2 separate regions of the Mus musculus genome follow, and region 2 is linked to region 1. Evidence: chromatin contacts called from public promoter capture Hi-C data. All regions are on one chromosome and are shown on one strand. The core of a region is the stretch at or near the end of the contact, and the rest is flanking DNA. Distances in the headings are between cores, read along the strand shown. Region 1 holds the start of Rfx5 (regulatory factor X, 5 (influences HLA class II expression)). Region 2 holds the start of Bcl9 (B cell CLL/lymphoma 9).

Region 1 (5,517 bases), core at 2,191-4,690:
AATGCGTTCAGGATCAACATGGGTATATGGTGATTATGAAGTCAAACCTGACTGGAGTGAAACCTTGTATTTGAAAAGAAAGAAAGAGACAAACAAAAATCACAGTTGTAAAAATTGTGTCACCAAAATTCTCTTGAGCTTAGGCCCTTAGGCCAATTGCCTTAACTTTCTATCTGATCTCTGGACTAATAAACTTCTCAAAATGTATCCACTAAGCTTAGTAAAATGTCTAGCCTCCACCTACCCCAAAACTAAGAATGCTGGAAGGCACAGAGAAAAACCAAAGAAATACATTCTATATATGACTAGAAAGCCTTCCTAGCACAGCCTCATCTCCCTGCTCCCCCAAATTCCACAATTCTTGGTTTCCCCAGTACCAACAGATGCTAGTAGTTGTGTTTAAAATGGGCCTGGAGTCTCAAGAAAACAATCACATGTTCTAGTGTCTCACAAAAATGACCATGTGTTCTAGGGTCTGAAGAAAACAACCACATGTTCTAGCTTGTTTATTGCTGCAGTGATAGAACACTCTGACCTAAGGCACCGGGAGAGGAAAAACATTTATTTCATCTTTCACTTCTAGGCAACTATCTATCACTGAGGGAAGTCAGGGCAGGTGCTCCTGTAACTGAGTTTTTTCAAATCCTAATTTTAATGATGGTTCTTAAATGCTTTAACCTTCCTTTTGGCTTACCACTCACCAGAGGTAGTGGAAGATAAAGAATGGAGGGTGGGGGTGGGGGCGGGAGTGGATCTGTTTAAAAAGGTTCTTAGGAGCAACTCCTGTCTGTGTCCTCTGGAAATCAGCAGTTCGGTTCACAGGTTAGGAGGCAGCCGCAGCTCAGTCCACTTGCAAACACTTCATGAATACACCAGCAATTCAATTTGGTAGAGCTGGGTGGCTCGACCAATTAGAGACAGTCAGGTCTCAGCCTTGGCTGGAGTCAGCAGGAGGAACCAGGAGGAACACCAGAAGAAGTTCTTGCCTGTGCTTCTCAGGGAAGCAAAGATCATTGAAGATGCAAAACCCATAAGCATTGTACAGCTAGTTTGTACCAGCAAGCCAAGCTCCGTCTCCATTACTCTCTGGAGTCCTATTTATGCCCTCCAAACATCACGTGTCCTCCCCGTGCCTTGCCTCAGCACTTGCATCCAATCAGCCTGAGCCCTCGGAGTCCAGACAAATGGAGCTCAAATGCACAATGTAAGGCGGACCAATACATGCATGTTGTTAGCAAAGAATCCTTCACCATGCGTCCTTTCACGTGCTTGCTTTAGCAGAACACCTCTCTCTTTCTCTTGTGTCTGCTTCAGTGAAATGTTTCTTCACGAGTTTTTCTTAGTCTTCACCTGTGTCCACTTCAAGAAAACACTCCACGTGTTTGCCCCAGCAAAACACCATCCAACACAACTGACTTCCCAAAGAACCCTTACGTTTCCACTTCAAGCTCCAGCAGGAGCAGAGGCAGGAACCACAGAGGAGAGGTGCTTCCTGGCTTACTCCCCTACCCAACTTTGGGTCCCTTCCTTATACAGCCCAGGCCTGCCAACCTAGAGGTCCTGTGCCTCGTTCTGCGTGGTCAGGAGGCTGCCTCAGGTCTTGGTTGGGTACCCTCAAGCAGCACAGTATTAGCAAAGTGTGACTTTTAGCACAGGAAATGACTTCAACTCAGAGAGCAACCTTGAGCAGATTATCTCTAGGAAAAGACTGACTGGAGGGGGTCTGTCCAATGGCATCTTTCTTTACAGATTCCTTTAAAGAGAACTTGTTTGAACTCATTACCTCTTCCAAAGGAAAGATTCATGTCCACTTCTCACGGTAGGGGAAATGGGGGTCTCAGTCCGGGTGTGGGGACAGACCACGAGCACCTCCATCTTCCCCCCTCCTTTACAGAAGCACACCAGTCAGAACTGGAAATATGACTTGGGTGTCACATCTCTGCTGTGACAAGACTGTTGACCCGGGGACCACGAACACTTGAGAGAGGTACAAAAGCTTGCCCGTGCATTTTTCATCACGATTTCAACAAATCTTAACAAAGAGGGTTAAGCACCTGAAGGGAAAAGTTATCACAGTACTAAATTCTTTTTTCCTCTACTTGACCAAAATTCCAGTGTTCACCACCAAGCAGGGAACTCCAGGAGTGTGCCCCCTAGGAAGGAGATGAAGTACACCCAGGAAACGGAAACATGAATAGGCAAAGGTGGGCAAGGAGAAAATACAGAGGAGGACTAGAGGCTCAACAGACAGGCTTTATTCTAGAGCATACCTGCAGAGGGGGTGGGGCCAAGTGTCTAAAGTGGAAGGACCATACCATTTCCTTTTGTGTCAGCAGTTGCTATGGGTAGCGAGACAGACAGGGTCAGGCAACCAATAAACATCTCCTGTGGTTTACCCAGGTAGGAGGGGTAGGGTGAGGAGAAATCTGGAAAATGAGTTGGCATTAGCTTTGGCTTAACTAGAACGGAGGCACTTTATAAAATGGCGATACCACGGCTAACAACAGAGAAAAAAACATTTTCTCTTAATGTGGTACAGCTGCTAAGGATTTGCAGATTCTTTGTGGAATGAGGGGAAGCCTGCAATCCTAGAGGCTGTTGGCCACAGGGATGGGTAAGCAAAGAGGGAAGGACGAATGGTTCAACTTGTGTTATTTTATTTTATTAAAGTTACAGGACTTTATAACGAATTTCCATCAGTAGACATCATTTTCTAGCAAAAATTTAAAAATATCACCTACTGATTATTTCGGACAGCTCTGACAACCAAAGGCAACAATCAAACATGGTAGCTATCTGTGGCCATTCCATTTTGTAAAGCTCCCCAATTTTGTTTAAACAGAGTTCCTGAAACCTAAGAAATTTGGTTCTCACAACCAAAGTAACTTGCTTTTATAGATTCGTGCTTTCCACGTCCTTATCGACGCCCCAGTAATAGAGTTGTTTGGCTTTTTTTTAATCAAACCTTCTTACATTTTTAACTCATCTTATTCCCCAGCTACAACTAGCCAATCACTTTCCTACCCTGTAACTCCTGTCTGTGGTTCTTGGATCCTAGACGGCATCTACGTAAATCTTCCCAAGTAAAGCCCGCGGTCGATCCCTTATCCTCTTCTCGCTGATTTTACAACGCACAGGATCAGAAAGCAAAAGACCAGATGCTCCAGAAGCAGCCAAGCGCCCGGGCTTTCATCCTGCGGTCCCTTTAAGAACAGAACCCTTTCCGGGCCCGCAGACCTAACCGACCCCAGTTTTAACCGAAACCAACCTGGACTTCCCCCTCTTGACTCAAATAAGACTAACTTTGGATTTTCCCTCCCCTCTCGACCAATCATATTCTGTTACCAGGCAGACTTTCACTGCCTTCGTCTTGGAGGCAGCAACGGCCAATCACAGAGCAGGCCGTGCGTGTATCCAGGCAGATCGCGGCTGGCATAACCATTCAGAAAAAGGAAAAATAAAAGCAACGCACGAGCCCGCCGGCTGGGCACCGTGGGGCTGGGCAGGAGCTGAGGTAGCCACAGGGTAGTTTCTCTTTCTCTCTCACCTATCTAATGTCCGTGCTGGAAGGCGACGGTTCCGAGGTAGGAGGGGCAACAGCACTCCGGAGCTAGCAGGACCAGCTCCTTGCCCCTGCGCACGTGCCCGAATCTGGGACCCTGTTCCCCGCAGGGTTTCCTGCGCCCAGCCCCCTGAGTTCGGAGACCTAGCCCAGCACCTGGGGTTGGGGTGGAGGGGCCCGAGGGGAGTGGGGACGCTTCGGAGTGGGATGTCGTGGGATGACGTAGGGTCCGCGCCGCGGCGAGGGGGGCAGCGGGGGAAGCCGTGGCGAGACTCAGTAATGAGAACTTGGGCCCAGTTTTTTTCAAACCTGGAAAGGCCGAGTATGTTTGTATCCCTTCCGACCTTCCAGGCAAAATCAATGGCGAGGAGTCTATTAGAGGATCGGAGAACTTTGACTTGTCGTTATAGGTGTTGAGGGGGGGCGGCTGGAGGGGCTTGGGGGGGGGGGGGCTGGAGGTGTTGCAGCACTGGGAGAAATTGTAAGATTTCTTTTAACGTGGACTTCTCCACCCCTATCCCTTCCCATAACAGTTTTCCAGATTTGGGAGACTTCAAAAGGTGGGACATATAGAATGGAGATGTCAGAGATCTCTTTGGGTATACAAGGGCCTGATAAAGTAACAGAATAATTCTAATTTTAGAGAAGGCAAGTGGTGTGGAAAACCACTGGAGGAAGCTTTGCTTCTGTTTGTATTTCTGGGTAGAGACAGGAGGACTGCCTTGGGGTCTCTAGGAGAAAGGAAGCTTGGTAGTAGTTAAATCCTCAGCGATCTCCTCTCTCAGCTGTAGCCCTCATGCTGGGATGGCAGAAGATAAACCTGATGCTAAGAGCCCCAAGACTGGGGCAAGGCCCCAAGGTGGTGCTGACGCTGGAGAACCTACCACCCTCCTCCAAAGGCTCCGAGGTACCATTTCGTAAGTAATTGTCTCTGTCTCCAAACCCTGTTCCAGACCCAGCTGTAGATCCTTGTTGCCCTGCACTCCTTCCTCAGGCAAGTGTTTCAGAGCAGGCAGGCTGAGGTCTGTGGTCCGTAGCTGTTTGGTCCTTTTTCTGTCTCTAGCAGTCAGACAAAGGGATGGGGAAACCTTGTGACCTCCAGCTTTCTCTTCTTCTCCACAGCAAGGCCGTGCAGAACAAAGTAGAGGGAATTCTGGTAAGCATGCTGGGAAGGGACAATACAGGTGCCATCGCTGAAGGGTAAGGGTGATGTTGATGTGAGAGAATAAAGGTTCATGGGGGAGAGGCGGTGCTGTCCACGTGTGAGGATCATACTTTATCCTTCTGTGACCTATGTAGGAGATGAAATCAGACCCAGCCCCTTGCCCTTTCTCCCGTTCTCTCCATGACAAGCCCATAAGGTTGCCAGCACAGTGAGCACCCAACCTCAAGTCATTTCTTAGGTCCCCTTTCATTCTGACAACCTGACATCGAGTCAGCTGGTATGGTCGAGCTCAGAAGATCATTCACTGGACCCGTGGCTTCATTTCTCCACCTCTGTTCCCTTCTGCCTCAGCAAGAAGTACAGAAATTCTCGGACAACGACAAGCTGTACCTCTACCTTCAGCTCCCATCGGGGCCCAGCGTTGGCGAGAAGAGGTACTTTGGTGGTAGTGTTTATATGTCACAGGTTCTGATTTTGAGTCTCACTGTATTGAGTCAAAAAGTAGGAGATGAGGACGAGGAGGCTGGAGGGATGGCTCAGGGGTTAAGCACACTGGCTGCCCTTGGCAGAGGACCCGGGTTGTGTTCCCAGTACCCACATGGTGGCTCACAACCATCCATAACTCTCAGTTTCTGGAAATCCGACACCACTCTCTGACCTCCGTGTCGTGCACATGCACATATGCAGGCACAACACTCATAACAAATGAGAATCTTTTTAAAAAAGTTATAAAGAAGAAGTAGGAGATGCATAGCTCAGAACCTTTATCAAGAAGTGAGGCCTTTGGCTC
Region 2 (5,314 bases), core at 2,534-5,033, 2.3 Mb after region 1:
TCTGCAGCGAGGCAAACACAAGGCCCAGGTCACACAAAACCCAGGGGAGCGGCACTTTTAGTTGTGACTTGGATCTGCTTTAGATGAGTTGCACATTGGGGAACTTCTAGAATCAAGAGCAGCTCAGTGGGCTGGAAAGATGGCTTAGCCGAAAAATATAAGAGCAGCCCAGTTTTACCTTATAAGCAACCCCAGAGAGACAAAACTCCAACATGCTCAAGCTGATGTCACACAAGTTGCAGCTTAAGGTAAGGCTTTTACCTTTCAAGAGGTCCACTCCGCTTTGTCTTCTACATTGGGGCGGGGAGGAGCTTACAGGGAAGGAGAACTGTCACCTCACCACACAGGAATGGTTAGGTCAATGTGAAGTGACACCAGTTAGTCTCACATCCAAGTCCTAAGATGACAAGAAGAAAGGGAAAGTTCATATGCAAATTCACACCAACTCCAAGGAAAACTCCCCACTCCCCACTGCTGTGGCCGAATGGAGGGCACCTGGGGGAAGAAAGAAATGAGTCAAAAATGGGAAAAGGAGGCAACCCCCTTAAAACTTCAAGTACAAGTCAGAGAAAAGGGATAGGAAACCTAGGGAACTACATATGTAATGGGAACTTGGAAAAACCAAAACAAACAAAAGCATCCTTTGAGGTCTTGTTTTTACCCTTGTGTACAACCAGGAACGGCCAGCACAGGGTGCAAAATGACTTTTGGTTTTTCATGTGGTCTCTTCGTCCGTTCTTAGCATAATGAAGCTACTTAAAAATATCACAAAGCCCAAAGTGTAAGCAGCCTTAAGTTAACTTTCAAAAATCAGACTTGGGTAGCTCTTAACTCCATGATTCACAGCTCCCAAGGAATCAAGGAGAGGTGGCTTGAAGCCTTCAGGGGATAACACAGACCAGCATTTTGACTAATCTCTAAGTAACGTAGTTAGTGCAGCCTTCAACAGTGGGCGTAGCATCGGCAATAGTGGGACTGTGCCGCCAGCAGCACCACATCACATTAGTTAAAGACTCGATAATGTAATGACACATGTTCTTCCCTCGTCACTGCTTCAAAACCAGTCTCCTTAGACATGATTCTGTGTGTGACAAAGAGGCACACATTACCACGCTACCATGAACGTTTTGACAGCTCATCTGTACTTCTATGTTTTACATCTTGTGAATTTAGGAAACATTCTCAGATGGGACGCTGTATTGTTTTATTGCAGAGTACTGGGACAGAAAAACACTAAGAACCCCAGAGTAAGAACAAGAAAAGCGTCCAGAGACTTTGCTATCACATTAGTTGAAGCGGAGAGCAGAGAATAGGACCACCCACACTATCCCATGGCCGAAGAGGACTGACTAGGTAGGAAACCAAGAACTATGCCTTAGGCCACACAACACAGGGTGCCTGCAGTCTAGGCCAGCATCTACCTTCTCATACTCTGGGCTGACTTATGCTCAGTATTTACAATTACCATCAAACTCACTGTCCTCTCAGTAAACACTAATCTTTCAAAATGAATAGAAAACCCTAAATTCGGACAACAAAACAAGTGTACAGAACTCCCCTTTTTGTTCTTTAACCATATTACTGTGATTGTAAGAAAGTTGAATTTGGTCTGCTAGTGAGATAGCAGTAGGATTTTTAAAAAGTTATACTACATAATCACTCATCCTCAGAGGCCGTTCAAAGAACTTTCTGGACAGGCATTAACTGGCTAGACTGGAAGGCAGCTACGAGTGGCTGGAGCAGGCAGTCGCCACTCCATAAGCAGCCACACCAGGAAACACCAGAGATTTGTTCAAAGTAAGTCATCCAGAGAGCTACATCTTGATTCCAAGTTCAAGGCTTTTCACCACTGTGCCAGGTCACCATGATCCAATATTCAGCTGGTTACAATGCTTGCGAAATCACTGGGTCTTTCCCCCCCTAGCATTTTCTTTCCTTTTGAGTTTACAGCAGCAGGTATTTCTGAAGGCCACGGGGAAATAACCCATAGAAGAAATTCCATATATATAAGGGTTTTTTTGTTTTGGTTTGGTTTTTGTTTTGGCTTGTGCTGGCTAACTGGAATCAAGAACAAAACATTCCTTTTGCTCAAGAGCCAGTTCCATGATACTTGTTCTATAAATAGAAAACTATACAGAAACTGTGCTTCCATCTTTAGGCCAATGACTTTCCCATCCAACTATCATCTATGTTGAAATTATTATATCCAGCAACTGATTACAAAGACTTTCAAGGCTCAATATCCAACTTCTAGGTCATAAAGCTATCAAATGTCATATACACACTCATACATTCCTCAAAGCATGTTTGCAACACCGGAACTAAGAGACCCTCTTCTTAGTCCATCCCTGTCAATAGTATAGGCCTTTTCAAGAGAAGAGAGAAGACTTTGTTACTGGTCCCCAGGACCATCAGATTTGCACACAAACACTTCTTCATGATAAACTCCCTGGTGACTAGTGTCCAGTCAAAAACTTTCAAACCAACCAGACTTAAAAGCCTCCAAGTCACAGGTTCTAAACAAGTCTTACCTCCCAACATCTTGACTATTTCACTACCTACTCCTCACCTCCTGTAACTAATTCATCACTGTGTTCCCTACACAAGAGCCCAGGTCTCTGTCGCCAAAATAACCATTTAATTCCACAGTTTATCAAACGCTAACAAATGCACCATCAAATTGACTTTTTACATGGCCGCTGACGTCACTGTCAGGGGGTGACTTGTTCTTGCTTTAACTAAAGTGTAACTCTGTATCCACTGCATCCTGCCTTGGATTATGTCCACAGAGGCATATTTGCATCCATTTCACTACCCTACCTAATGACTTTGACTCCAATCTTGGCCTCAGAATAACTCTTTTAACATTTAAAAAAACGCCCTTCCTTACCTCCAGCAGACTAAGGCTCTTGGGGGACAGATTTCAAGCTTTCTTTCTCATCCTTGGCAGCTTTAACATAACGTTCCCAGCAGTACTACTACAGGCCGTGGTCCTTCCCTCTGGACTAACCACCAACTCTGCGACTTGTTTTCCTTAGGATAACTCCATTTCACCAAGCTCACCCAACACTTACCAGTGACATCTTAATAGTCTTTGCAACTTTCAAAGGCCAGCCAGCCTCTAGGGTTCCAATTTGAAAACCACTGGTGTGTTCTACGACCCTCACAATGACTCAGTGACCTAACTCATTCGTCGCCAACTCACCTGCTGGAACCCTTTACAACTCAAGACATTCCTCTAGGCTTTCACCTCCCCCAACCCTTCAACAAGTCACTGGCCTGCGGAGTCCCCTTTCTCCCCTCTACGCATCTCCCGGGTCTTACAAACTCAACCCGAAATTCCTAATTTCGCGCGCTCTTTCCTCTCCATCGCCCCTCCATCCCAAGACCCCGAGACGGTCATCTCCCCTCAGGTAACCTCTCCAAGCACAGCTTTGGGACACAACCTCTAAAACCCCGAGAGATGCCCCGGTCTCTCCCATAGCTCCCGAGGCTCCCCCGCCTCCCCCAACAGGTTCCTCCAGACTCAACTCGCCAAGCCAGCGCCCCGACCCCCGGAGGCCCCCCGGCCACACGCGCACGCGGACCCGGCCCCCGCCGCGCCGGCCCGCCCCTCCCCCTCCCCGGGGCCACTTACCCCGGGCCGGAGAGGGGGAGGGGCGAGCGCGGGCGGGAGCTGCGGTCCCCGGCTGCTCTCAGCCCCGGGGGGCCGGGGCCCGGACCAGCGGCAGCAGCAGCGCAGCGTCTCCCCCCGGCGGCGGCAGCGGCGGCGGCGGCGCCGTCCCACTCCCGCAGGCACACATAGGCTCCATTGTCCGCCGGTGCCTCCCCCTTTCCGGCTCCCCCTCCCAGGCCCGCCCCTTCCCCCTCCCCTCGACCCTCCCCCAGCCGCACCGTGCCACGAAAGGTACCGCGGGCCCCGCCTCGGACGCGAGCGGAGGCGCGCCCCTCCCCCGGCCCGCCCGGCGGGGAATGGGGCCCTGGCCCCGCCGCCGCCAGGGCCCGCCCCCTCCGGGGGAATGGCACCCGTCCCCCTCCCCGAAGGCGATCGATGGTACCAGCCCGCCGCGGCCTCCGCCCCCTCCCGCGCCTGGCTCAAGAGAAGCCGCCCGCGCCCCGCCCACCCACGGCCCCGCCCCGACGGCACCGCCTTCTGCTTTGCATGACCCCTCCCATCCAACCCCGCCCCGGCTAGTCACCGGGTCCCCCCGCGGTGACGCCCACTCCCCGGTTTAAAGCCACAGAACCCTCTTTTTCAACTAAAAGATCCTCCTGCAGGACCCACGGGGCGGGTGGTGCGGCGGGGAGGTTCTCTTCCTTCCTCACCCTCCTCCCGGCGCTCATTCACCCAGACTCCCCATGGCCTCCAGCAGTACTGGAGCCACCGAAGGGGATTAGAAAAGGCGCGGGAGGGGGAAGGGCAGAGTGGAATTTAGCCATCTTTGACAGAAACTAACTGGGAGCTGCAGAAGGAACCGATCTTCCTTCACTCGCCCGCCGTTCAGGGTCGGGCCTAGTCTTCAGTCTTCATGCCACCTCCTCGCACCTCTCCACTGCGATTCCGCCTTGCTTCCCCCAGCCCACCCATCCGCCCCTAGGTGTCCACTCTACCTTTGCCCGTGAGGGCTTTCTTCCCTCTGGAAAGCTGGTCCCCTCGGCTTGCACTCTTCTCCCTCTTCCCAGAACAGACTCTCTGGGGTCCTGCTGGCGCTGTGGCTAGAGCAAGGTCTCCTTCACCTCGGGCCCTGCCCCGCCCCGCCCTGCCTGGCCAGCACTACCTATGGTTTCCAGAGAGCACCTTCTGCCCCGGCCTCCAGGTCTTCTCCCAACCACAGTATCACTCACTTAATTTTATTTTTTGGAAGAGCTTTGATGTTGAGAATTCGAGGGCGACGCGTTCAGCACTACCCCTGTGAAGTTAGATGTTAGCTCATTAGGTAGCACTTTTTCACATCTTGGTTAATGCGCCTTGCTCAGATTCCTGTTATCCTTATTTTGTGGGGCCGTGTTACTGCCTTGACCAGCCATCGTTACTGTCTGCCCTCCCCACAAAACCCTACTAATCTTCGAGTTTGTACTTTGCGGAGTTGATCTTAAGGATTCTCCTGCAACTCTGTGCACTGGTCCAAAGCGTTTCTAACAGTTAAGTGGATTCTGTGTACCTGAGAATGTACAGTCTCCCCGAAGATGGAAGCAAGCAACATAGCCAAAAGACCTACATGGGTTTAACCAGGACAGCCACTACTGCCTCCGCTTTTCTCTATATAAAATAGGGAACCTTCCTGTGGTACCCTTTTAAGGAGCAGTGCTGTCG

What was found. Capture Hi-C pulls out chosen DNA fragments and counts their contacts.
Region 2: a promoter capture Hi-C map of liver shows a contact between it and region 1, with 2.1 times the contacts expected there. The contact joins the promoter of Bcl9 here to the promoter of Rfx5 in region 1. A contact is called at or near these places in 1 of 39 promoter capture datasets (pre-B cells) and 1 of 9 other capture datasets (liver).

What each region holds. Positions count from the first base shown.
Region 1 is chr3:94,950,668-94,956,184 of GRCm38.p6, forward strand. It overlaps Rfx5 (regulatory factor X, 5 (influences HLA class II expression)), which reads left to right and starts at 3,441. Exons shown (of 10, transcript NM_017395.3): 1 at 3,441-3,584; 2 at 4,348-4,479; 3 at 4,685-4,718; 4 at 5,079-5,161. The coding sequence starts at 4,367.
Region 2 is chr3:97,223,581-97,228,894 of GRCm38.p6, forward strand. Bcl9 (B cell CLL/lymphoma 9) reads right to left here and starts at 3,784. Exons shown (of 10, transcript NM_029933.4): 1 at 3,638-3,784; 2 at 262-397.